Linked DNA regions of Sus scrofa: all the other regions are linked to region 1. The links are chromatin contacts, called in public HiChIP or PLAC-seq maps. All regions are on one chromosome and are shown on one strand. The core of a region is the stretch at or near the end of the contact, and the rest is flanking DNA. Distances in the headings are between cores, read along the strand shown.

Evidence for each region. HiChIP or PLAC-seq counts read pairs in DNA pulled down with a chosen protein or histone mark.
Region 2: a contact with region 1 is called in an H3K27ac HiChIP or PLAC-seq map of alveolar macrophages. The contact joins the enhancer-like site here to the promoter of CHSY1 in region 1. A contact is called at or near these places in 3 of 5 promoter capture datasets (fetal liver, liver and skeletal muscle), 33 of 47 Hi-C or Micro-C datasets (adipose tissue, alveolar macrophages, blood and 16 more) and 2 of 2 datasets of contacts at active chromatin or transcription factors (alveolar macrophages and skeletal muscle).
Region 3: an H3K27ac HiChIP or PLAC-seq map of alveolar macrophages shows a contact between it and region 1. The contact joins the enhancer-like site here to the promoter of CHSY1 in region 1. A contact is called at or near these places in 2 of 5 promoter capture datasets (fetal skeletal muscle and liver), 12 of 47 Hi-C or Micro-C datasets (alveolar macrophages, blood, embryonic fibroblasts and 8 more) and 2 of 2 datasets of contacts at active chromatin or transcription factors (alveolar macrophages and skeletal muscle).
Region 4: an H3K27ac HiChIP or PLAC-seq map of alveolar macrophages shows a contact between it and region 1. The contact joins the enhancer-like site here to the promoter of CHSY1 in region 1. A contact is called at or near these places in 2 of 5 promoter capture datasets (fetal liver and skeletal muscle), 5 of 47 Hi-C or Micro-C datasets (alveolar macrophages, blood, embryonic fibroblasts and 2 more) and 2 of 2 datasets of contacts at active chromatin or transcription factors (alveolar macrophages and skeletal muscle).

Annotation. Positions count from the first base shown.
Region 1 is chr1:139,800,459-139,807,099 of Sscrofa11.1, forward strand. CHSY1 (chondroitin sulfate synthase 1) reads right to left here and starts at 4,000. Exons shown (of 3, transcript NM_001244442.2): 1 at 3,678-4,000. The coding sequence starts at 4,000.
Region 2 is chr1:139,634,619-139,641,679 of Sscrofa11.1, forward strand. No RefSeq gene overlaps it. Among named protein-coding and RNA genes, the nearest start is that of LRRK1, 140 kb to the left of the region's middle. Within about 2 kb of position 2,618, at least 27 of the 83 cell types and tissues checked have an H3K27ac peak or open chromatin away from gene starts, as enhancers often do. A contact at or near this core is called in alveolar macrophages, liver, omental adipose tissue and 2 more, where this site is marked.
Region 3 is chr1:139,617,565-139,624,081 of Sscrofa11.1, forward strand. LRRK1 (leucine-rich repeat serine/threonine-protein kinase 1) reads left to right here. Exons shown (of 34, transcript XM_021098586.1): 32 at 2,285-3,135; 33 at 3,519-3,620; 34 at 5,642-6,517. The coding sequence ends at 5,819. Among named protein-coding and RNA genes, the nearest start is that of LRRK1, 130 kb to the left of the region's middle. Within about 2 kb of position 3,132, at least 5 of the 83 cell types and tissues checked have an H3K27ac peak or open chromatin away from gene starts, as enhancers often do. A contact at or near this core is called in alveolar macrophages, where this site is marked.
Region 4 is chr1:139,648,858-139,655,672 of Sscrofa11.1, forward strand. No RefSeq gene overlaps it. Among named protein-coding and RNA genes, the nearest start is that of CHSY1, 150 kb to the right of the region's middle. Within about 2 kb of position 5,229, at least 6 of the 83 cell types and tissues checked have an H3K27ac peak or open chromatin away from gene starts, as enhancers often do. A contact at or near this core is called in alveolar macrophages, where this site is marked.

The DNA.
Region 1 (6,641 bases), core at 2,750-5,249:
GACTTTAGCATGGACTCTGGAGCCATCCCCTTCTCCCCATCCCCACTGCTACCACACTAGTCCCCATCACCCTCATCTCCACCTAGACATCTCCTAACATCTCCGTGCTTTCCTACAATCCACTCTCCACACAACAGAGAGAACTGACTTCTCAGAACACAACGCAAGCCCTCCCTTTCCCATCTGAGTCCTCAAATGGCTTTCTAAATCAGAGTAAAATTCCACAAGACAAGACACTATCTGGCCTCCTCCTCTATCATTGAGCTTTTCAAGTTCAAGGACATTCTCACAAATGACTCATTATCAGATCTTGGCTCAAACACCACCTTCTCTGGTGGTCTTCCCCAACCACCTAACAAAGTGAATACCACACCACCCTGCCCTTACCCTGCTCAATTTTCTCTGCAGCACCCATCACTAGCTGAAACCCTCTTTTTAGTGTCTGTCCCTCTTGCTAGCAGAGAAGCTCCATGAGAACAAGCACCTTCACTCTTGTGTCCCCAGCACTCAAGAGTCTGGACTCAAGGGGCCATGTGTGTATTTGATGAACAAAGATAGTAAGTGTTTGGGAACATTTTTATGAGCCAGGGTCATGCCACTGAGAAGTCAGCTTTGGCCTGTCTCTGACGGGTTACATTTTGAGTTTTGTTTTGCCCACTTGTTCAAGGCTGTTTCTCCCTTGCTGTCACTGGACTGTGAACATCTCTCCGTAGCCCCTCTTCCTACTGTAGGCTTAGGGCAGTTCTGGAAAGTGAGTCAGTAATGATGGGCTGTTCCAGCATTAAAGTGCCCAACTTCAGTGCAGATAGGTGTTATCTCCTTGAATTTTTCAAAAGCTTTTCTTAGCTTCTTTCTGGATCTCAGGGACAGTTACTAGTCCCTGATCTGAATGCTGACACTTTCAATATCCTAGCATAAGAGTACATCACAGCGTCATCTGACTAAAAACACTGCCCTTTCTGGAGTTCCTTGGTAGCCTAGTGGTTAATGGTCTGACGTTGTCACGGCTGTGGCTCAGTTTCGATCCCTGGCCCAAGAACTTTCTCATGCCTTGGCCAAAAACAAAACAAAGCAAAACAGAAAAACTCAACATTGTGATCTCCTTCAACCCCTAAGCCCAACAATAATTTTACTTTAATAGACAAAAAATTGAGATTTTTTTTCTAAGGTAAAAAATGAATTTGCCTCCTAAGGGAGATGTAAAACTCAATGCCAAACTTGAGTTCCACCTTGTGCTAGAAGATTCGAGTCGACTTTTATACTGAACTGTGCATGAAATGTCCAATTTAAGAGCTGAGTGTGGACTTCTGGCCCAGGCTGCAAAGCAGAGCAAAGCCATAATGATAAGTTACCTCCTATAAACTCTATGCCAATTCTGGCCTTCCTCTAGAGTTCCTTAAGGCTAAAATCGTCCTGTGCCACTCTTGCAGCCGGTCTAAACACAGGGTTGACAGGCTGAGAAGCACAGGACCTTAACCAGCAGGGCAGGTCCACCCCCAGGCACCAACGAATGTGACTGATTAAGATCAGAGGGATAGAAAGAAAGGTACTCAGGAAAGTCTACAGAATTACTAAGTAGGACACAGCATTTCCTAGCAAAGGTTTTATCAAAAAGGCAGAGTTGTCACAAAGAAGGGCCAGAGGGCCAATTGTGTTTCTACTCTTCCTTAACTGCCTTAAAGAAATTAAACAATGAGATAAAATCCTACATCCAAAAAGGATGTAGATTTGGAAAGAAGACCAGGAGTACAGCCGTAAGCCCATTGTAGAAATAGCAAGATAAAGGCCTCAAGCAAGATTAGGGCCTCAAGCATGGGTTTTGGGAAAAAATCATCTCCGAGTTTTAGGTCCAGTTTGCAGCATATCTTCTGAGCACTGCTAGTGTACCAGGACCCCTGATGGTTTGTATATATTGATTTTGTATCTATGAAAATGTATTGTTTGGGGGGCAGGGAATCATGCCATCTACTATTTGAACAAACTACTTTGGTAACTGTCCCAAAGTTGTAATTTCAAAGGACTTGTCACCAAATTACAATCATGGAGATTTACTTTCAAAGTCATGCTGTAAACAATTTATATAGTTCATTCTCAATTTCTGATGTAGAAGCTCTTCTTTCAAAAAGCACAATTCGTATAAAATTCCAAGTAAATTCTCAATACATCGGGGAGGAAACTTTGATCTTCGGGGTCTCAAATCTTGATCTTGGTCAAAATTATGCTACCTTTTCAGGCACTCAGGACCCTTCCTGACAGAACACAGGCTCTGCACTTAAGATCCTAATGGAAGAAGGTTCCTGCTGTGGCGCAGTGGATTAAGAATCTGACTGCAGTGGCCTGGGTCACCATGGAGGCTCAGTTCGATCACCAGCCTGGCACAGTGGGTTAAAGGACCCAGCGTTTCTGCAGCTGTAACTAGAATCCAATCCCTGACCCCAGAACTTCTATATACTGCAGGTACAGCCAAAAAAAAGGAAAAAAAAAAAAATCCTAATGGAAACACACAGGCAAGAATGGGGAACCAATGCACTGAAAGGACAGACAGTCTTTCATCTTCCTTTTCAATCCTTTACTTCCTTAAGAGGAATGGAAATCCATATATGCTTTTCCACCCACAGCATCCGACGCCTGAAAATTTAGACAGGAACTAGATTTAAACGCTTAAGTTATAGAGATACTGGTTATAAATTAAGAACCGACAGCAACCAGCTTGGCCTTGCTCAGCAATGACTGAGCAAGAGGCCATTCCCAGAGGATCTCCTGCACTGGTCTGTTCTATGGCTGGATCCCAAATCTTATCCCACAGGAAGCATTTCTATATTTCACACATATGAGGTTTCCATTAAATCCGTTTACTGAACCTACATCCTTCTTCTCCCTCAAATTCATTCCAATACAAATCTGCTATTCCAAATCCTCTCTCTTTCTCTCTTCTAAAGATTACTTTGGCTAATCCCTTTGTTAATCCTGAACATGATTCCAACCACTTTTATGACTCATATGGCCAACTAGAGCCCAGATACTGGCTAACACACACATCACCAAACTGGGCTAGTTAACACCAAATTTACCATGGACCAGGAACTGCTTTTCCCAAATATTCTCTTTCCAATTGCTCAACAGACCCCGGTGGGGTTGAGTGTGCAGAGGGCACTCCCCTCATTTACAGGAACGATTCCAACGGTGAAATCTACATGTGGAAGGGTTCTAACCAGATTAATTTAGATTGGCTCTAGTTCTGCAAGGCGAAAGATGGAGATTTCAGAGACTCAAGTAATAATCCCCACTGCCACCACTATCAGAGATACTGTGCCAAGTTTTCCCAACAACCTTAGGAGGGAAATGTTCAGTCAGGCTCATTGAACAAAGGAGAGTGAATATCTGGACAAGGAAAGCTTTAGCGCCTCACAGAAAGTCAGGGCGAGGACCACACCCAGAGGGGCCACCCTGGTATATCTGACCCCAAAAGCCCTTGCTCTTGAGCGCTGCGCTCACCATCCCGTCTCCGACCTCTGCTGCCAATGCCCAACATCGCCCAAGGGGCACCCCGATCCCACAGGAGCTCAGGAAGCCTTGGCTTTGGGAAGCCCTCATAGGCACAAGCCAAGGGCAGACACGCATGGCAGTTTGCTGGGATGCTGGATGCAGGGGGCGGTGCCCGGGGAGCAGGGGCTCACCTGTAGGCAGCCACCGCGCGGGTCTGCAGGTATTTCTGGGCGGTCATGACTCCCACGAAGAGAAAGTTCCTGTCGCGCTGGCCGCCATCCGCTGCCGGGCCGTGCGGCCAGAGCTGCGCCCCCCGCTCATCGCCTCGCGCCCCACCGGCCTGGGAAGCCGCGGCCGCTTGGCCGGGCCGGCAGCCCTCGGGACTGGCTCGGCGCCGCGGGCCCGCTCGCTTCAGCTCAGAGGCGCGGGGCAGGACTAGCCGCGAGGCCAGCACGAAGCCCAGCACGAGCCCGAGCAGCACGCTGAGCCAGGCGCGCCGGCCGCGCGCGGCCATGCCCGCGCCGCTCAGCCCGCCGGGCCGCCGCCGCCTCTGCAGGCTCCGCGAGTCCTCAGCCTGCCGCCCCCGCCCGCGGAGGCCAGCCCGCCCTAGCGCCGCGAGGCCCGGCCCGGGCAGCGCCGCGGCCGCCGCGGGCCCGCCGCGCCCATCGCGGCCCCCGAGCCGCACGCAGGCCCCACGCCGGTGCTTTGTTCCGCACGCCCACCCCGCCCGCCGAGGCCTGCGTCTTTAAGAGGGGACCATGCCCGGCGTGCGCCGGCAGCGTCTCCCGCGCGAGACGGCGGCGGCTCCTCCCGCTCGCGCGCGGGGGCGCGGGGCCAGTGCGACGGCCACGGCAGTGGCAGTCGAGTCCGGGCCCCCGTCTCGCCCTGCCTGCGTCCCCTGGCTGGCTTGACTCCGCTGGCGCTGCGCCCGCCTCCGTCCTCTTCGTGGCCGGCGCCGCTGCCGCCGCTGCACATCCTCCGGCTTAGCTCGCCATTGCAACAGGAGCCCTCACGTCACGCACGGCGCGTTTTGAAGCGGCCCCGGCGGCGGCGGAGCCTGGCCCCTCTCGGGATCCGTCCTCGCCGCCCGATTGGCGCAAAAGTGAATGGGGGGTGGTTCCCGTGGCCAAAGTTTGACAAAAAAAAAAAAAACCCTCCCGGCGGGCGCCCCACCTCGTCCCGCCCCGCCCGCGAGTTCTAAGGCGCTCGGCGCCGGCGGGGACACGGACCGCGGCGCCTTGCAGCCCGTTATCCGTATGGAGACCCCGCCCCCTCCGGCCGGTGCTCGGACTCCTGGCGGCGGCTACAGCAGCGGCATGAAGGCGTCTTGGTTCTGCTAGATGCATCGGTAACCTGCATCTTAGGCGGGATGTTTAAGAAGGGGCTTCTCGGTCCCCAAACTCTCCGCGACCACTTGCTCCTCCCGCATAGGCTGTCCTCGGGTAAACCCTGCCTTCAGCCGGGCGGACCCCACCGGCTACCTTCCCGCGTTTCTCCGGTTCACACTGCATCTTTGTTCCCGCCGCCCAGTGGGCCAGAGCGAGCACGTATAGAATCAACAGTTCAGGAGCCGTTTGAGACGTGCACGCTAGGAGAGTAGACGTGAATTCAGTCACCTTGTTCCAGGCCACTGGTTTCTAAGCTAAAAAAAAAAAAAAAAAAAGACTATCCTTAGTGTCCAAGCTCCTAACAGTACTAGCATTTAATGAATGTTGAAAAAATAGTAGGTGATGTTAATACTCTTTTAATTCACATTCTATGAAGACAGGTAGTCAGCTAATATCCCTCGTCACCTAGTATCCCTACTCTGAATCTTTGTCAATATTTTAACATAGTTCGTCCATAAGAGCTCCGTGGATTTCTAAAGACAGGTTTAGAATCGGTTGTAGAACCGGATTCTCTGTGATAGATTTTAAATTTGATGCATTTTCTCAAAAAAAAAAAAAAAAACTCAGCTAAAGTAACAAAAGCTGAGAAAGTACCCATACAACAAGTGTTTGTGTAAACATTAGTCTTATTACTTTAGTTGCCAGTGTATTGGGCTTTCTTTCTTTTTAAATGAAACTCCCAAAGAGTAAAGTATTTTCCTGGCCATGACGACCTCCCTTCATTTAATCAAATGAACCTAGGAATTAGGGACAGAAAATAAGCATGTTTGGGGTAAATCTTGGATCTTTCTTCACTGCTAAGATGACCAAATGATTGAAATATTACACAATTTAAAGTGCCACCTTGTGGGAGGTATAGATACCATCTCTGCCATTGAATGGTGGTCACTCTTGTTTATTCTTTGGATTTTACCACTTTCTTTGGCACTTGTAATTTATGTCAGAAATAGTTCATTACCCACCTTCCCACAGACTCCCTCCCTAAGAGGTGATCCACATCTAAAAATAAAATACTCATTATGCTGCCAATACAGGATTCCAACAGTGGTCTTGAGAAAAATACAGAACACATAACCATGAATTACAGACTCAAAAACCATCCATAGGGGTTTCCAGTAAGACCATAAGCCACAAATACCGAGTAGTCACAAGATCCCCCAAATTCAGCAGCAGCCCCATAATTCATAATGATCTCCACAGAGCACAAAGGCTGGCAAGATACAGATGTTCTGTTGTGTGTCAAAATTTCAGTATTTTCTAATCTGCTTTAAACGTCCCTATATCCTCATCTAGACTAAAACCTGACGCAAAGTACATTAACATGTGATGACAAATGTTTTGTCCTCCTCCGTTTCCAGACTCCTCAGTTCCTAGGTCAGCAGCCTCACCTGCGCACCTGCAGACTCAATTGGGCTGCTTCTCTTGTACTCTAGAGAGGGTACTGTTCTCCCCAAAGCCTAGGCCTGAAGGTTTAAAGCACCAAGGTCAAGGAGAATATGACACAGGTGAAGTCCTCCCAGGAAAAGCAGGAGATGCCAGGCCAGGGAAGAGGGGGCAAAGGGGGAGGGCAGGATCCTGGAGAAGTTGGGCAGGGGCAGCTCCTGCACAGCTGGATGGTCTGACCCAGGCAGTCCTCCTGGGGAGGGGTCTACAAGTATCCCTGCAGGGCCCCCCTCAGAGGCCTGGAGCAGAGCTCTCCTAGATGGGGGAGAGGGGGGAGAATTTCACAGCTAGAGGCAAAAGACCAGAGCCAGGGGACCTGACACA
Region 2 (7,061 bases), core at 1,368-3,867, 170 kb before region 1:
AAAACCAAACGATCCAAAAAAAAGAAATTAAGAAAATAATCCAATATACAATAGCATTTAAAAGACTAAAAAACTTAAGAATAAATTTAACCAAAGAGATGAAAGATCTGGATATTGAATACTATAAAATATTGATGAAAGAAACTGAAAAAAATGCATAAATGGAAAGATATCCAATATTCATGGATTGGAAGAATTAATATTGTTAAAAATGTCCATAGTACCCAAAGCAATCTATGGATTCAGTGCAACTCCTATCCAAGTCCCAACTGCATTTTCCATGGAAAGAGAAAAAATAGTCTTAATTTTGTATGGAATCACAAGGATAACCCAAATAGCTATAACAATTCAAGTAAGAAAATCAAAGCTGGAGGCATCATACTTCCTGATATCAAACTATATTATAGAGACATGGAAATCAAAACAGTATGATTCCAGCATAAAAACAGACAGATTAAAAAAATGGGACAGAGTTGAAAGCCCACAAATAAACCCACTCATATATGGTCAGATAATTTTTGACAAAGTCACCAAAAATACACACTGGGGAAAGGATTGTCTCTTTAATAAATACTGTTGGGAAAATTGAATATTCGTATGTAAAAGCATAAAATTGGTCCCTTGTCTTATACCATACACAAAAATCAACTCAAAACATAAGATCTGAAATTGTAAAACTCCTAGAAGAAAATATAAGGGAAAATTCTTTGACATTGGTCTTGGCAATGAATTTTTGTATTTGACACCAAAAGCCCAGGCAACAAAAGCAAAAGTAAACAAATACCACTACTACAGATAATACAAATAGCCATGAGGTATATGAAAAGATGCTTAACATCATTAATCATTAGGAAATGCAAATCAAAGCCACAATGAGATATTGCCTCATACCTCCTATGATGGCTATTATAAAAAGACAAAAGACAGCAAAGGTTGGCATGAATGAGGAGAAAAAAAAAAAAAACTTATATACTGTTGGTAGGAATGTAAACTGTACAGCTACTAGGGAAAACAGTATGGAATTTCCTCAAAAATTTTTAAAATAAGAGTTCCTGTCATGGCTCAGTGATTAATGAATCTGACTAGTATCCATGAGGATGAGAGTCTGATCCCTGGCCTTGCTCAGTGGGTTAAGGATCCAGTGATGCTGTGAGCTGTGGTGTAGGTCACAGACGTGGCTCAGATCCCGTGTTGCTGTGGCTCTGGCGTAGGCCAGCAGCTGTAGTTCAGATTCAGCCTCTAGCCTGGGAACCTCCATATGCCATGGATGTGGCCCTAAAAAGACAAAAGACAAGAAAAAAATTTTTAAATGGAACTACCATATGATCCAGCAATTCCACTTCTGAGTATACATTCAAAGAAAATAAAATTGATATCTCGAAGAGATGTCTGCCCCTATGTTCACTGCAACATTATTCCTAGTAGCCCAGATATGGAAACAACCTAAGTGTCTATCAACAGATGAATGGATGAGAAAAATGTGGTATATATATATATATTACAATGGAACATTACTTAGTTTTTTAAAAAAAGAAGAAAATGCTGTATTTGCAGCACTGGGGGCTGCAACATGAGGACATTATGCTAAACAAAACAAGCCCGTGGCAAAAAGACAAATACTGCATGATCTCACTTATTTACGAAATATAAAACAGTCAAACTCATAGCCACAGAGAACAGAATGGTAGTCAGCAGGTGCTGGGGGTGGGGTAGGGGAATGGGGAGATGTTGATCAAAGGTTACACATTTCCAGTCATAAGATGAATAAGTGCTGGAGATCTAATATACGGCATGATGATGACAGTTGATTGGAATGCACTGTGTACTTGAACTTGGCTAAGAGAGATCTTAGGTGGTCTTAACCACACCCAAAAAATGTGGTAACTGTGTGAGACAGGGGCCATGTTGGTGACCCTGGCTGTGGTAACTGTTTCACAGCATACATGTTGTGTATCTAAATATCATGTTGTATCCCTAATGTCCTAACGTGTACAACTTTTGTTGTCAATCACACTTCAAAAAAGCTGGGAAGAAAAATTACGTGGGTGGGATGGGACAGGGCGTGTTTCAAATCTCCAGAGCTTGCTTGTCTTGCCTGTGGCCTCCATGCACACACAGGTCCCTCAGGAGCATCCTAAACAATTCTGCAGACTGGCCTGGCGTCCACTGCCCAGACACATGGACGAGGAGCCAGCTTCTCACTTCCTCTGTGTTGCACAGAATGAGGTTACATCCTCCCACCCGAACTAGAACACACCCTCCATCTTCAAGTCTGGGAGAGCAGGGGGAATTCTGGGGGAGCAGGGCAGGGAGAAGGGGGGAGGGGAGGCGGAAGCTTCAACAGAAGAGGCAGATGTATCAGGAGGAATCAGACAACACCTCCACCTCCGCAATAGCTGGGAAGAGTCACTGACGCCTCAAACCAAGTGCAGCTGGAGAAGTGAAAATAAATTAACTTTTATCTGGATTTTATTTATAACAAGGGCCTAAATTTGATCTAGGCATTTTGTGGCCTTCAGCGGAGTCTGAGGAGGCCAGGATGTGCTGGAGTGAAGCCAGCGAAACAGTGAGGGAGCCATCCTTCCCCGGAGGCCTGCTGGGTGGGGTCTTTGCCATCTCAACAGCCAGGAGCTGGACTCCTTCCAGCAAGTCCGCCCATCCCCCAAACTCCTGTCCTTTAATACTAACAGTTTCCTTTTCCTTCACTTTCATTTTCAGGGATCAGAACTGAGAAAGCCCTGAACTAGCGCCATGTGGCGAGCACACATGGGGGCCTGAGTCAGAGAGCCAACCGGGCTGCCCTCCGTCCACCTTGTTCTAGCAGGCTGGCCCCCGCAGCCCCTATCCAGGGACCTCCAGCCCCTCCATCCAGCCCACCTCTCAAACATTAGCAAAGGTCCCATGGCCTCAGTAGGCCCCTGAGCCCAACCTGTAAGCTGGAGACATCCTCAGGAAACCAAGGCCACACCCTGAGGGCCAGGGACGGGAATCTCTGCGTGGCCCTATGGTCGACCTCGCTAAACCCCAAAAGCCAATGCCCAGGGCTTCCACCCCAAACCTCCCTTTCAGGGTTGCTGAGGACTAAGGGAGTCACTGGTCCCCCGTGTGGTGGTGGGGGCGGGCTCTGGAGACAGAGGGAGATCCCGGTTCAAACCCTCCCTCTGCCAATCGCCCTAAAGGCCTAGGGCAGTCTTCTCAAGCTCCAGGCACACAACAAGGGTAAATTAAAGTATAGGTCTCTATGTCCCAGCAGGGAGTGCGTGTGTGTGTGTGCGTGCATGCGTGCGTGTGTGCATGCATGTGTGTGTGTGTGTGTGTCCAGGAGGTGCCCACACAGGCCTGCAACAGCAGGTGGTAAGGATGTGTTCATGGGCTGCCTCTCTGCTATGGAGAGGAAGGCGTGAGCATGAAAGGCCCTTGGGGGCAACACCTCTCAAGGGTGGGTTAGGGGAAGTGCCTGAGCCAGGTCCTGGCCCAGGCCTCCGGTCCTTTCCTATTGATGCTTCTTAGGTGACATCCACAGAGCAGGGCTGCAGACTCCTGTCTTTCTCTCCCTCTCTCTCTCTCACACACACAAACACACATGCAAAGAGCTGGCACACTTTCCCTCATGGTGGTACCATCGGGGCTGGGGGTAGTGTCGGACCCTGGTGGGGCAGCCTGTCTGTCCTCCTGTTTACCTCCGCTCACGCCAGTGTGGAGACCTGGCCAAGAGGCACAGCCTTGTCCCTCTTTAGCTCCTGCACACAGCTGTCCCCAACACAGGGACTAGAGCTGAGGGGCCCAATTCCCTGGGCAACAGGACCCTAAAGAGGAATCCCAACTGCTTGAAGCAGGGCAGGGGGTGTATAAAAATCATGATTGGATGGCCCCCTCCCTACCCGCTCCTGCCCCTCAAGGTCAGCAGCTGCCCCAGAGGACCTACATGTTAAGGGAAGGTTGGTGGGTGGACCCTGAGCAGGGAGAATGTGGAGGTCAGAGTGCAGGGGTCCCTCTCAGAAAGCAGTGCCTCCCCAGGCATCCTTAGAGCCCAGAAGGAGAGGGTGGCGCCCTTGAATAAGAACCATGGCTGGGCCCTGCCTCTCCCACAGCAGAGAAATAACCAGCCAACCATGGTAGGCAGCTGCTGGGGGCTTGGCCAAAAAGACCTGCTGTTTCCCAACATAAAAGAATTGCCCTCCCTCCCCCAGCCCAGGAGAAGGGAGTTGAGAGCCTCTCTACCTTCCTGCAGTTTCTCTAGGCTGGCAGGCGCAGTCCCTTCACCCTCGGCCAGAGGGCGCCCTGCTCCAGCAGGCCCAGCCCCTGCCCTCCTGCCTGCCCCGCCAGCCCAGCCTCCAGGGACGCAGAGAAATGGAGGCCCCTGGGCTCCTGGCCCTCTGAGAAGAGTTTGTGGGCTTGATGAGTTTACTTTACCAAGTATCCCCAAGTATGACCCCAACTAGGGAAGAAGGAACCCTTGTGGCTGTGTGTGGACATGTGTAAACAGAGACACCCAAGCCACTGGGCAGGCGGAGGCCCAAAGGATCCCCAGTGTGCCTGGGGTTGGGGTGTGGGGGGAGCAGCTGGAGGGGAGGCCAGGAGACTTTCTTCTCTGGACTTCTCGGAACTTTCTTATGGATAGTATGCTTTCCTTTGATCTAGAAATATTTGTAAAAGTAACTTGGTTTTTCTGCATATGCCACAGGCTTGTGAAGAGTATTTTCTATGTGTATGCATGTGTGTGTATGTGTGTATGCATGTGTGTGTATGTGTGTGTGTATGTGTGTGTGCATGTGTGTATATGTGTGAAGTGTGTATGTGTGAGTGTGGGTGGGTGGGTGGGGGTGTGGGTCTGGGGGGGGTGTGCAGGTGTGTGTGTGTGTGTGGTACAGGGATGTGGTGTGTGTACATACTGGTGTGGTGTGTTGTATATGACATGTGGCTTTGTATGTGTGTGTGTGTGCATACACATGCTTTCGTCTCTGGCTTGTGGCCCAAGTGCAGGCCCCAGTAGGGCCCTGCGTCCACTCTTGGGGGTTGCACTGGCTAAGTGTCAGAGGCACATTGGAAACAGGAAAAAAAAAAAAGTGGAGGGGAAGTCTGGAAACCCAAAATCTTTCCCTGTGAGAGTCTCAACACAATCAACTTCTGGAACCATAAAGTCTCCACAGTCCTCACGGCTGGGACCTACTAATCCTTGCACTGTTCTCAGCTATACATCAGAGCTTCTCAGCACCAAAGCTGGAAGCATATCTGCAGTTCGTCCCTATAGACACTGTTCTGCAAAGGACAGCCTGCCCCTTATACCACAGCCTCTGAGACACCTCGGGCCACTGGGGGCTCTTGGGACCTCAGGATCTGTATGGGTCCCCTCATTCCAGCATGGCAGGGGAGAGCCAAGAATGGCTGAGGATACTGAGGGAGGCAGGTGAGTCTAGGAAATCAGGGTCCCTCCACTGAAATAAGTGGCCCTCTGAGCTCAACCTTGAACAGGACTCGTTAGCCCAGCCTCAGTGAAAAAAGCAGGAGGGGGCAGGGGCCTCCCCATACTTTGTGGCCCACTCACTGGTGGACCTGTGAGGACTGTCCCACAGGGACCAGGAACGGAAGAAGGCACTGGATAGGCCTGGCCAAGGCCAGGGACACAGCTGGCCTGTGGCTGGGGCAGATTAGGAAGGAAAGCTAATGAATGGTGTGTCCCACTCTGTTTTCCAAAGATGGCCAAAACAGCATTTCTCATCTGTGCTTTACTGCCATTGGCCTTGACGGTCCTCCCTTGGAGGTGGGGGTATCTATGCCCCCTCCTTGGAATCAGGGGGGCCTGTGACTTGCTTGTAACCAAAGCAATGATATTGTGTGACTTCCAAATCTCATTCGGAAAAGGCAGAGAAACTGGGCATTCACCTCTGGAGCCCTGAGCTACCAGGTGAGAAGTCTAGGATGGGGCTGCCATGTTGTGAGGAAGCCCAAGCCACAAGGAGATGCCGTGTGTTCCTTCTCTGACCAGCAGCCCCAGCTGAGGTCCCAGTCAACAGCCAGCATCACGTGGAAGAAGCAAGAGGGAAGTTGCCTTCAGATGATTCCAGCTGTTTGGTCACTCCAGCTGGCCTGTGGCTGGGGCAGATTAGGTATTTTCTATGTGTATGCATGTGTGTGTATGTGTGTATACAGATTAGGTATTTTCTAGGTGTATGCATGTGTGTGTATGTGTGTATGTATGTGTGTGTATGTGTGTGTGCATGTGTGTATATGTGTGAAGTGTGTTTGTGTGAGTGTGGGTGGGTGGGTGGGGGCGTGGGTCTGGGGGGGGTGTGCAGGTGTGTGTGTGTGTAGTACAGGGATGTGGTGTGTGTACATACTGGTGTGGTGTGTTGTATATGAGGCCTCGGACTTTACAGGATAGAGACAAAGCCAGCTTCCCGTCCCCTGTCCAAATTCTAGAGCTACAGACCTATGAGTATAGGAAGCTGGTTGTGTGCTGCTAAGTTCTGGGGTGGTTTGCTATGCAGCAACAGAAATCGAAACAAGTAGCCAAGAAAAGTGTTCTGAAAGCTCTGTCAACCAAACCTCCTGCCCCTTGCCTTTCATGGATGCTGCCAGGACCTGAGAGGCCACCGGTCCTTTGGAAAGCCACCCCTTCTCTAGCAGATAACGACCCAGGCTCAGGGCCATGGGAGCTGCCTCTTACAGGGCAGCTTTACTGTGAGCCCCATGCCCAGGCGCAGCAGGCCCTGCCAGGCAGAGCTGGCCAGCATCTTCCCAAGCCCGAGAAAAGCACTGGCAGCAGCTAGTTGGCTGTTCACTCTGGCTGAGCTCCAGGACTGGATTTGCGCTCAGTGTTTCTGAGCATGATGGATGAATGAAGCTGAGTCGTGGGTTACTATGGCAACCACGTCCTTAGGAGGGACAGAGGCAAAGCACTGCTGATGCAGAAAGGTGAGCTGGGAGGCAGGGAGGTCCTTCTCTTTGCTCCTTGTTCCTGGCCTGGGCTTGGCTCTCCTCTCCATAGGCTACTCAAACTGCCTGAGACTGGACTGACCGAGCAGAGGTTTCTAATAAACGGTAAGACAGCAGGTTGCTGT
Region 3 (6,517 bases), core at 1,882-4,381, 180 kb before region 1:
GTGTGCCCTTCCCCTTCTGAGAGCAGGGGCCTAGCTCAGCACTTCTCACAGCCACTGAGTCACCAGGCCCTGGCAGGCCCCTAGCTCCCCTCCCACTCTGGTTCTGCCTCCCCAGACCAGTCTCCATCAGTCCCAGACCTCCATCCCTCTTTGTCCAATATGGCCCTGAAGATGCATATCCTCAGCTTTCAGACCCAGCCTGCAGAGCCGGCCAGGTCTCCCCCCTCCACAACCCCCTCTCACTCCTCTCCTCCCAGCACCGCACTCTGAGCAGGCCTTTCCCTTTAGGACTGACCTAGTGGCTCATACCTCTTCCTATTCAGGTCTGAAGAACAAGGGCCGTGACCCGGACTCTGAGAAGCTGCCCCACGCTCCGCCCCAACCCCCCAGGCCTCTGGACCCCCTCTGTGGGCCCTGAGGTGCCGTTTTTACAGCAGGCACACTCTCCACTCGAGAGCTCCTTGTTGGTGTGGCTTTGTTAAAACACGTTGGCTGTCATCATCCAATGCCAGTTTTCCCACCTGCAAAATGGGCGTAAAAGATTGTGAGGAGGATCTCTGGGCATAACGTACCCAAAGCTCTGGGTGTCATCATCCAATGCCAGTTTTCCCACCTGCAAAATGGGCGTAAAAGATTGTGAGGAGGATCTCTGGGCATAACGTACCCAAAGCTCTGGGCTGGTGCACTGGTTGAACATGAGCATTATTACTCTTTCCTTACGGTCATGAAATACACGTGCTCTCCTCTCCACCCCTCTACAGTTTCATTTCTTTAAAAAAAAGTTTGAAATCAACCTTGAGCCATTTATGACTGTGGCCCCATGGGCGAGGCTGGGCAGCTCAGGACCCCGTCTGCACCAGAGCGCAGGACATGACACAAAGCGTTATTTAAGCTCAGGGCTGCCCAGAGCCCCGAGCCAGGGCACCGCCACCCGCCCGCAAGACCAGAGGGAATAAAGCTGGCTCTGTGCGGAGCCTCCCTGCCAGGGTGCCTGCCCCTCAGAGGCTGTGCTGCCCCGTGGCTTCGGACAGCAGACCCCTGCATTCTTGCACGCGCACGTCCACACCCAGCCGGGACGTGGGGCTCACTGCCTGGCTGGGGCCCAGAGCAGGGACTCAGATAGAGGCCTTGCTCCTGTTTGCTTTGGCTGTTTTCTTTCCTCGAAACCTGAAGATGGATTTGGATAAACGTTCTTAGGCCTCATTGACCTTGCTGTTGAGCTAGAGGCTGGTTCACTCATCACCTGGGACAGCCCAGCTTCCCAGCTCCAACAAGGGGGCTTTCTGTCCTCACCCTCGCTGGCCCAGGGCCTGGGGCCCCGCTCGGTCCCAACTCTGGCTTTGTTCTCCTAAACTCTTCCCATCCCACCCCAGCCCCACCCAGGCGTCTGGGCTGCTCTCCATCCCCAGCTCCACACAGATGCTCCAGGGATGCCTGGGCTGGGCCCAGCATTCAGCACAGTCTTTGCAATGTTGGCCTCTGCGTGGGGACCTCTGGTGGCCGTAAAAGAGCACATGCTTCATGGGGTTGTGAGGGCATCCCGAGGACCCCCATCAGTGTCAGCTGAACCACAGGCATTTCAGAGATGTAAACGGGGAATGTGGCACAGTGGCCAAGACGCGCCTCCGCGGAAAAGCTGAGTTGGAAGCAATTTCTTTAAGAATGAATACTTGAGCAGAAAACTAGGGAGAGTCAGAGGTGGAGGGGGCCTTGCCCTTCCCTATAGCAGACCAGCATTGGGGCAGTGGTGGGTACCAGACCTTGGCCTGCTCTCATGGGGCACCCACCTTCTGGGGACAGCAAACAGGAGACTAAGAGCAGATCCATGGGGCACCCACAATTGCTGTCACCTTAAGGAACAGAGTTCACGGGAGGGAAGGACGCACATCCTGCCTCTGAAGGAGGCCCTGGTGACCGAAAAGGCAGTCCCCCACCCCCTGCCCCCTGCAACTGACATTACAAGAAGCCCAGGCTGACCAAAGTCTGGCCTTGTGGTCTAGGCCACATGCCCCCTCCCTCAGGGGCCAAGGGCCTTCTTCTCACTCTGGCTCAGGGCAGGGAGGATGGGTGTGGCTCTTCAGGGCCTGGACTGCACCTCCTTTGAGAGCACTCCCAGAAGGTAGCCCCTGCCTTTTCCAAAACTTGCCCCTCCAAGAAGTACCTGTGGATGGAAAATGAGTGCCCCCCTGGGGTACATGCAGAGGTCTTGTGGCCAATTTTTGGCTCCTGGGATCCATAAGATGCACAAGCAAAGGCATCACACATCCCTCCCTTCTCCCTGCAGAATTCCTACCTGGTGTTGGCGGGCCTGGCTGATGGGCTTGTGGCTGTGTTTTCCGTGGTGCGGGGCGCCCCAGACAACAGCTGCTCCTACCTGTGCTCACACACAGCCAACAGGTCCAGGTTCAGCATCCCAGACGAAGACGCGCGGCAGAACCCCTACCCTGTGAAGGCCATGGAGGTGGTCAACAGCGGGTCTGAGGTCTGGTACAGCAATGGGCCGGGCCTGCTGGTCATCGACTGCATGGCCCTGGAGATCCGCAGGCGGCTGGAGCCTTACTCAGCCCCTTCGGTGGTCATGTCGGTCGTGTGCAGCTCTGAGTGCCGTGGGGAGGAGGTCGTCTGGTGCCTGGACGACAGGGCCAACTGCTTGGTGATGTACCACTCAGCCACCTACCAACTGTGCGCCCGCTACTTCTGCGGGGACCCTAGCCCCCTCAGGGACGTGTTTCCTGTGCACCCCATGGGCCCGGAGCCCCTGCTCAGCCCCATCGCCAGCCCGAAGGAGCCCCAGAAGGACTCCCTGGCGGACGTGAGCATCATGTACAGTGAGGAGCTGGGAACACAGATCCTGACCCACCAGGACTCGCTGACTGACTACTGCTCCGTGTCCTCCTACTCCTCGTCCCCATCCCACCGGGTGCCCACATCCCTTTCCAGCGTGCCCTGCTCCCCAGCAAGCTCCTCCAGTCTGCTTTTTTCCACTGACAGCGGGGACACCAGCAGGCTGCTGGAGCCCACCCTGGGCTCCGATAGGCCTGAGCATGACCTGAGCCCCGTGGACGGTGAGGCATTCAGCCAGCACTTGCAGGCAGTGAAGATCCTGGCCGTGAAAGATGTCATCTGGGTCCCCAGGTAGGTTTTCCAGCAGGGGGCGCTGTCCTGCACTGCCCGTTGCTCTGGCTTTGGGAGCAGAGTGCAGGGAACCTTAAGACATTATTGAGATCCATCATGAGCTGTTTCCTCTCCCCTGGAACCAGAGGGATCTCTTTAGCAGATCTAAGACGGGCGGCACGAAAGCCCATCTGCCCTCTAGAGAGCTCAGGGAATGACAAAGGAGAGCCACGGTCAGGTTTCCTCCTGGGAAAGGGCTTCTTGCCCGGCTTCGGGGCCTCTGGTAACTCAATCCATTTGCAGAAACTGCATTTGTTGCCATGCCTTTCTGCACGCCAGCTCCGTTTCCCCTGGAGAGCACAGCCCTGGACAAATGCTTCCCCTTCTGGGTTTTGGTTTCTTAGGCGTGGTGGAGATATTATCGTCATCGGCCTGGAGAAGGATGCAGGTGCCCAGCGGGGCCGAGTCATCGCCGTCTTGAAAGCCCGAGAGCTGACTTCACGTGGGTAAGACTGAGGGTAGCAACTTGAGGACCTGGCATGTGGCTAGGGGAATCGAGGCCCCCTGCCACCTCCCTGCCTAATGGCTGCCGCCCCTGTGTCTTCCACAAATAAACATGGCATTATCACTGTGGCCATAGGCAGATGAGGAACATGCTGGGGTCTAGCAGGCAGCTCCTAGAGGATCGGCAAATACCAACTGAACCAGGCATCACCCATTCATCACCAGTTGTGGCTGACTGTTTCTGGGGTGCCCACTACAGCTGTGAACCAAGTGTTCTTCCTGGGGTGTGCCTCCAGGGCCCAAGCTCAGCTGCAATCAAAGTGGGGATCAGCAGTATCTCTGGAGCGCTGGGAAGCAGGTTCAATCCCTGACCCAGCACAGTGGTTTAAAGGGTGTGGCTTTGCCACAGCTGCACCTTAGGTTGAAACTGCAGCTCAGATCTGATCCCTGGCCTGGGAACTCCATATGCTGTGGGACAGCCAAAAAAGAAATGGGGATCCAGGTGATTCCTAGTCCTCCCCACCATGCAATAGCCCTTCCCGAGGGGCCCCTCCTCCCATTCAGCCCCAACCAGGGCCCTGCAGCCAGGCCTCACCACCTCTTGCCACGCCCATGCCCAGGCTCAGCTGTGCCCATCACCCATCCAAAGGGCTCCCACCAGGAGGCAGGCCAGACTCCACTGTGAGAGTCACCCTGGCTGTGGAGACGGGAGGCTGGTGCCCGCCGGTGTCCTGGAGTCACCAGGTGGCTGGCAGTGTCTACACCCTTCACTTTGCTGAGTCCCATGCTGTTAACCTCCCTTATGGAGAAATCCCCTTTGGCCTGTTTTCCCTGGAGCAGGATACTGATGGAGATCATGTCAGTGGCACTGGCGCCAGTGACCTTGCCCTGCAAGTGGTTCTGGAGACAAGATCTGGGATTGTGGCTGGGCCCCAGCTGCATTTTTGGGCATCAGTAGCTTCCAGATGTCAGAAGAGGCTTCCGGTGGGGCGGGGGGTTGAGGACCTGTAGAGGCCTGCCCTTTTGACCTTGGAATGCCCCCATTAATATCCCTGAATTTTCCTATTTGCTCCCCCAAAGACAAGTTTACCAGGAGCCAGGCACACTCACTAGGGAGAAAGCCCAGGCAGGAAGGCTGCAGCCAGAGCTCGCTAGTTTTGCTAGGTTTTGAGATGCATTTATCAGATGCCCAAGGAGACATTCAAGGCCCAAGGGAGCGGAGGGCCCTGCCCATCCCACTTGACATGCTGGCCTTGGGACGGGTCGGGGCGCAGGGGGCGGAGGGAGGAGTTTCTGGCTTCAAGGTGGGCCACCACTTCTCAGGGCCCAGGAGAAAGCTTGCAGTGCATGCTCCAACCAGCTGAGACAATCCAGAGCCTCAAAAGAGTGTATAGAGTTAGGACTTGTTGGTACAGATTTTCTGCCTAATCTATTGCTCTGCATTTCCTCAGCCTGTGGAAACTTAGAAAGGGAGAAAAAGCACGCCTGGGATGGATGGCAAGGGAATCGAGCTAAATCTTAAAATTCATCATGGACCATTGATGAGCGAGAATTAGATGGAATTGACTATACTGTCCTTTCTCAGAATCTGCGGGGCGGGGGGTGGGGCGTCCAGGACCCCTGCAGATACCAAAATCCAAGGATGTTCAAGTCTTTATAATATAAAAGGGCACGGGACAGTCAGTCCTCCTTATCTGAGGATGCCAAGCCTGTGGACACGGAGGGCTGACTCTTTTTTTCTGGACACTTTGGCGTCTGGGGCACATTACGGAGGATACCTGCTCTGATGTGGACCTGAGATGATGCCCTGGCCCCTTTTCAGACTTTAGAAAGGCTGCTGGATGCTGGACCACCAGAGAGGGGAGCAGGGCATCCCAGCACGCCGGTGGGGGCCAGGTGTAGGTGTACAGATGCCGCCTTAAGCAGGCGCTGTCCTACAAGAAGGTTCAGGGGGAAGGTCATGGCCCCCACCAAGTGGGGACCCCCTGTGGGTTTTCTCAGACCATGCCCCCTCTTTCTGCAGGGTGCTCATGGATGCGGCCGTGGTGGCCAAGGACACAGTTGTGTGCGGCTTTGAGAACGAAAACCTGGAGTGGTGCCTGGCTGTCTGGAGGGGCTGGGGCACCCGGGAGTTTGATGTTTTCTACCAGTCCTACGAGGAGCTGGGCCGGCTGGAGGCCTGCATTCGGAAGAGAAGATAATCCCTGTGGAAGGAGCGTTTCTCGGACCTGGCCCCTCCACCTGCAGCCTGGAGCCCCCTGAGGACCCAGAAGGTGGATCAGGTTCTCCTCTGAATCACTTGCTGCTAAAAAGTGCTGAGAAGTTCCCACCTCTCTGCAGGTTTGGGGTGCTCCTGTTCTAAGGCACAAGTTCGCTGGACACCCCCACCCCACTCCGGGCTGGTTTTACCCCAACGGAAGACGGTGGGGTCTGATTGGGAGGAACTCCCCCGCCCCCTCCGTCCACTTTCAGGGCTGGGCTGGGTCACATGAAGGGGGGCTGGGCCTCACCAGCACAATGGGCCTCCCCACTTTAACCCCCACATCTGGGGTGGAATTACATGAGGGGCTCTCCATTGGGGAGCGGTTCAGGGCAGGGAGGGAGGGGAGCTGTGACCCCTGCCCCTTCTCTGAGTGGCTCCCAGGCTCTCAGCACGTTTCTCAAGCTCCCGGGTCCCCGGGGCCCGAGGCCCCGCTCGGGCAGTCAGAGATCAGGTGTCTCCTGCTCTGGAAAGTGTGTGAAAAAGCTCAGAAGGACCCCAGTGAGGAGCACTGCCCGATCTGGGGAATGAATGGGTTCCTTTAAGTGATGGGGCTGGAAAGCCAAGAGCCAGCCCAGGGCTGAGAGCACTGACTCAGCCTTTGCATTTCTTCTCCTGCCCCCAGAAGGCAGGAGAGAC
Region 4 (6,815 bases), core at 3,979-6,478, 150 kb before region 1:
CTGAGAGTTCGCCTCCTGTCAGAACTTAACTGCTCTAGATGAGGGGTATGGGGAAGCGGGAATGGTTCTGGGATCGGGTGTCTGACAAAGGATTAATGCTGTGTGCAGGGGAATGTCTAGGTGGAGGTGAGGAAGCAAGAGTCACTGGCTTGAGCCCAGAGAGAAGGAGATGCACTGTTTTGTGATTTTGCACCTTTGTGTCTGTGCTTAGACACGAGTGTCCAGTGGCCTCAGTTTGTAACACTTCATGGGCCCAGGGACATATCATCAGGCGTTGGTGCCCCAAGTGGTGTGGTTTGTGTCTGTAGGACACTGCTGGTCAGGCTGGGAGTGCCAGGACAGCTCCCATCAACACCAAGGCCAGCTCCAGGGGTCAGGCAGACCCACTCCTGGAACCCAAGTGTTGCGTTTCTCTTTCGTGGTGAAAACGGCGGTTCTCAGCCCATCCTGCACTGATAGCTCATCTCTGCTGCAGCCACACTGACCTTCCTGCGCCTTGGACATGCCTTCCTCCTGCAGCGACTGGGCACACCTCCCCCTGTCCCCAACCTACCTCTTCCAGAACTCATCTGTCACTCCTCTGAAACCCCAGGATAAGCTGTCCTAGCACCATATCATTCTCCTACTGCTGGTTTGAGTGTGCATGTATTCCTGTGGCCTCTCACAGCCTCGGTCCCCCCTTAGACTGTAAACTCCACCAGAGCCAGGATTTTCTCTGGTTTGCTTCACCAGTGTACTTCCAGCACCTATTTCAGTGCCTGGCACTTAATAACTATTGACAAATGTGCCCTGAAAGACAAACTGGCCAAGACCCTCACTGAGCATGCTGTCTCAGTACAGTGTCTGGAAGCATGTGCTGGTCAGGGAGAGATGCTGTGATCGATTGGTGATGTCTGTTGCAGGCATGGAGCTGGAAGAGGTGGCACAGATGTCTGCAAAGGGAGTCCTCCTAGAGCCATCGTCTTTGAACCATAAAGCCCACATTCTCCTCAGTAGGACACAGAGAAGCTGGACTCCAGAGCCATATTCTCCATCACTACAAGTTACATTTGAACACTGGAAAGATCCTCTGATAGATTTATTTATTTTTTACCATGCTCACCATGCAGAAGTTCCTGGGCCAGGGATTGAACCTGCACCACAGCAGTGACAACACTGAATCCTTAACCACTTAGCAACCAGTGGACTCCTCCTCTGAAAAATTTAAAGCGTGCATTGCCATTACTTTTGAAAAGAGGCCTGAAATTGAAAATCCAGGCCATTTATGCCTGAACAGGAGGTTTTGCTTTGAAATGATTGTCTGCTTTTAAGATATTTATTTCTTACCTAGTGATAGGGAATTGTTTATACATTCTTTTTTTAATATTATTTTCCATCATGGTCTATCACAGAAGATTGGATATAGTCTCCTGTGCTATACAGCAGGACTTCATTGCTTATCCTGTTTCTTGTTTGTTTGTTTGTTTGTTTTTAAGGCCACACCTGGAGCATATGGAAACTCCCAGGCTAGGGGTTGAATCGGAGCTGTAGCTGCTGACTTATGCCACAGCCATAGCCACAGCAACGTGGGATCTGAGACATGTCTGTGACCTACACCACAGCTCACGGCAGTGCCAACTCCTTAACCCAGTGAGCCAGCACAGGGATTCTAAATGTGATAGTCTGCATCTACAAAACTCTCAGTGCCTCCCATTCCCTCCCCCACTCTACCTTAGCAGCCACAAGTCTGTTCTCAATGTCTGTGATTCTGTCTCTCTTTTGCAGATAGGTTCATTTGGGCCATATTTTAGATTCCACGTATAAGTGCTATCATATGGCATTTGTCTTTCTCTTTCTGACTTACTTCACTTTGTATGAGAAATTCTACTTGCATCCTTGTTGCTGCAAATGGCATTATTTTGTTCTTTTTATGGCTGAGTGGTATTCCATTGTATATAGGTACATCTTCTTTATCCATTCATCTGTCGATGGACATTTAGGTTGCTTCCACGTCTTGGTTGTTGTGAGTAGTGTTGTGATGAACATATGGGTGCATGTATCTCTTTAAATTATAGTTTTATCTGGATATATGCCCAGGAGTAGGATTGCTGGATCTTATGGTAGTTCTATTTTTAGTTTTCTGAGGAACCTCCATACTATTTTCCATAGTGGCTGCACCAGTTTCCATTCCCACCAACAGTGTAGAAGAGTTCCCTTTTCTCCACACCCTCTCCACTGTCTGTTATTTGTAGACATTAATTATGGCTATTCTGACCAGTATGGGGTGGTACCTCATTGCAGTTTTTATTTGCATTTATCTAATAATGAGCTATGTTGAGCATCTTTTTCATGTGCCTACTGGCTTTTCATATGTCTTCTTTGAAGAAATGTCTATTTAGATCTTCTGCCCATTTTTCAATTGGGTTGTTTGTTTTTTTGTTGTTGAGTTGTATGAGTTATTTGTATATTTTGGAGATTAAGCCCTTGTCGGTTGCGTAGTTTACAAATATTTTCTCCCATTCTGTGACAGTCTATTGTCTTTAAGAATCTCTGGCAAGGCAGACACACAGGAAGTGGAGTCCCCCCTGGCCTTCTGTGAAGAGGCAGAGAGGAGCCTGGGCCATGACAAGCTCTGGGCCCAGGCTGATGCCCCCAGCTGTCTGCAGAATTCTAAACAAGATCCTGGGAAGCCCATGGATTGCTCAATCTAATTTATTTCACAAGCAGGCACTTCTGGCCCTCAGTCTCTGCTCAGCCCCTGATGTGGGTACCACACTTAGATTCATCCCCAATTTGGGTGAATTCCCTGGGGCTTTTTCCCTGTGAGGTGATGAATCCTGCCAGAGCGAGCATCCGAGGGGCTTGCAGCCTGGTGCTGAGTCTCAGAAGGATGGATGGAGAAAAGGGGCGCACCCCCCCGGGGGGGCCTATCCTCCCAAGACCATCTCTCATTGGCTGCCAGTATATGGTTCATCATCGTCCCCACCACCTACCATCTAATTCTGAAGAGAAGAGAATTTCAGCTTGTTCAGAGAGTAAGGTTCCCACTTCAAACTTTCAAATGTCCCATGCATTCCTTGCAATATTTCCAATTTTTGTTCATATCATGTTGTTCTTTTTGTGGTCTTGTTGACTGAATACAAACCATACTTTAATCTGGTGCCTTTATGAGACGTCATATTTATATACAAATTCACATATCAGAAAAAATATTTTGTCAGACATGGATGTCGTTTATTTGTTCTGAGCTCAGAACTCCTTCTCCCTCTCCCTCCCTCCCTCTCTCTTTCTGTACACACACACACATACACACACACACACACACACACACACACACACACACACGATAGGTGTGGTAAGTTATCTTGCCTCCATTTTAAATTCTGGTGTGGGGTTTCTCTGTTACCCACAACACTTCTCTCTCACCCATTTCCCTAAAAGAGCTTAGCCCCAGCCAGTGAGTGGTGAGAGAATGGAACATTCCATCAAGAGCCTGCGTGGGCTGACAAAGGACAGTATCCTGGAGGGTGATGACCATCCTGGGGGGTCGGGGGGAGTTGGTATGGTGGACAGAGGGAGGCGCCTGCCAGGGACATGGCCTGAGCAGAGAAAGGCAGAGGTGTGGTTGATTTAGAGCATCCTCCACCCACATGCATGCATGCGTGCGTGTGTGTGTGTGTGTGTGTGTGTGTGTGTGTGTGTGTGTGTTGATGTGGGCAGGGATGACAGGCTCTCTAATGTTACTGGAGAGTAAGACATAAGAAATAACTTCCAGGAAATGGGCAAGTGGCTACTAAAGTCAGGCCCTGCCGGAACACATGGACACCCTCCTGCGGGACTGTTATCCTCCTAAGGCTGCACCCAGATCACCTGGGGAGCCAGGCAAAGATGTCAGTCCCCAGGCCCACCTCCCAGATCTGGAGAGACGCAGGCACATGCCTGCTTAAAAGTGCCCAGATGACTTGGAAGCAGCAAGCAGTCTGGCTGCCAGCGGGAGGCCAGGAAGGCTGTGCTGGAGACTTCTAGATCAGGATCTGAACCAAAATGCTGGTAGGAGCTGGAAGGAGGGGTGGATTCAGGAGATTGGGTTTTTTAAATTAATTTTTTTTTAAATTGAGGTAAAACATGCACACTTTAAAATGTATGCAGGGAAACCAAAGACCCATTTGAAAGGCCTTCATGAGAGATTTGCGGAGTTGGTGGGGTGACGGAGAAGCTAACTTCCAGGTTGCTTGTTGGAACCAGCAGACCCTGAGCAGGCCATGAGTGAGGAGATGGCATGCTCTGATTGGAGCGAACTGAGTTTAAGATGCCTGGGTGTCACTGGAGTGACATTAGCTGGCTCTCCCTATCCACTCAGGGGGTCTGTCCCAGAGCCTCCAACGTACTTTTCCAGTGTCTGTGCCCAGAGCTGTGAAGGCCCTGACTGCTGGTGGGATTCAAGTTTGGGATGCAATTCATCTTTTTTAATTTTTTTTTTTTATAATGGCCACATTCGTGGCACATGGAAGTTCCCAGTCCAGGGATTGAATCTGAGCTGCAACTGCTGACCTACACCACAGCTATGGCAATGTGGGAATCCTTTAATCCACTGCACTGGGCCGGGGATCAAACCTGCACCTCTGCAGAAACCAGAGCCACTGGAGTAGGATCTTTAACCCACTGAGCCACAGCAGGATCTTCTGGGCTGCAATTCTTTTTCTTTCTTTCTTTTTTTTTTTTTTTTTTTGTCTTCTTGCTATTTCTTGGGCCGCTCCCGAGGCATATGGAGGTTCCCAGGCTAGGGGTCAAATAGGAGCTGTAGCCACCAGCCTACGCCAGAGCCACAGCAACGCAGGATCCGAGCCACGTCTGCAACCTACACCACAGCTCACGGCAACGCCGGATTGTTAACCCACTGAGCAAGGGCAGGGACCGAACCCGCAACCTCATGGTTCCTAGTCGGATTCATTAACCACTGCGCCACGACGGGAACTCCTGGGCTGCAATTCTTGACTAAAAATATGAAGATGGTCCATAGGGCTGTATGCTGGGTAGAGGCCGCAAAAATGCCTCTGCTACTTTACCCAAGGATTCCAGTCCAAGAAGCTCATCATAAGGAAATACTTCAATTTTTTTTAAAAAGTCACATGCATGGAGATGTTCATTGCAGTGATGTCCATGCCAGGCACAACTGGAAACCATGTGAATGTCTAACAAAGGGAGTCAGCAAAGTAAACATGATGTGTCAGCTTGAGATCAGAACGAGGAAAAGCACAAAATGGAAACATAGAAAAACGGAACCAGTGGTATGGGAATGCTGGTATTATGTCTCCCCAACCACCCTTCTTATGCAATTTACTGCCCAAACGTCATTATGGTAACAATGACAAAAACGTTGGAGTCGCTTATTGTTATCATGACACACGGTGGCCTTGCTTATGTAATTTTTAAATATTGCAGCGGTGCTTTCTGCCCAAGGAAGTCAGGGGTCAAGACACAGGATCTATTGCCCCATAAAATGGTGAGAAGAGGCCAACCATGTGCAGAAAACCATGTTGGAAATCAGTGATAACACCCCAGCATATCGAGAGGCTTGGAGAGAGTCTTAAATTTGTTTTCTTTTCTTTCCTTCCTTCCCCCCTCCCTTCCTTCCTTGTTTTGGCCACATCCACAGCATGCAGAAGCTCCTGGGCCAGAGATCAAACCAAACCGGCGTCTCAGCAGCAACCAGAGCCAGTGCAGTGACAACACCAGATCCTTAACCTGCTGAGCCACACAAGAGCTCCTTTCTTTCTTCCTTCCTTCCTTTCTTCAATATTTCTCTCCTTCCCTCCCTTCCCCCCCTTCCTCCCATCCTTCATCCCTTCTTTCCTTCTTTCTTTCTTTCTAACCAGGACTTCAAAATTCCTCTCACAAAAATAATCCACCACATCACTAAATGTCTTTAAGAGACATTCAAAGCCCTGGTGTCAAGAGCCCTATCTCTCCCACCTAAGACCAGGGACTTCTTCATTCTAAATTGTCCTGTGCACAATTCATGGAGCAGCCCTTCAGCACAGACTTTGAGGGGCTAGCTCCCCCTCAGCCAGGTGCAGGGTCCCTGGAACAAAGGGCCAGGACCATCATTATATGGTCCAGGCTGACCGGGTGCGATGGCCCCAAGGCCACATATTTGGCATCTGGTTGTCTCTGGTCCTGGCTGAGATCGCTGAAAGAGAGTGCCTGTAGCGACAGCTTGGGAACAGCCAAAGCTAACACATTGGTTCCGATGAGCTGATGAGCATTTAACGCTGATGCGCATTGGCTGAAGGCCAGAGGCGCAGGCTCTTCCCAGACAGCCGGGCGCCTAGTGGGCAGAGTACTGGTGGAATGGAGTTCTTTTAGGCCCGGGTGAGCCCACCTGACCAAGGCCATGGTCTAAAGGACCTTGGTTACCAACTGCTGGCACAAAGCTCCCTGTCTGGGGGTCTGAGATGCCTATTCTGAATGGAGGTTTGTAAGGCCCTGCCGTGGCTGTGCTTGGAGCTAGGGCATCTTGGGTGCCCTCCTGTGCAGCTGTGGGGCAGCATCCAATGTTCAGGTGGAGCTGTTTCAACTTCACCAAAGGATGTGCCCATCAGACCCCTTACCCAGCCCCTCAGGCAAACCAGCCTAAGCGCTGCTCTGGGGTGTTTCAGCTCCTCCGATCCTGGGTGAGAAACTGCCCTTTAACTGGGCTAGTTCTAGGAGCACTGAAAACCAGGGAGACAGCCCTTGGGGCAGAGGCAGCAGAAGGGCTTGCCTTCCAGAGTTTTTTTCTTCTTCAACTCCACTGGGTTGAGTGTTTCCTAGCAAAGGCTCCTTCCTGAGCGTCC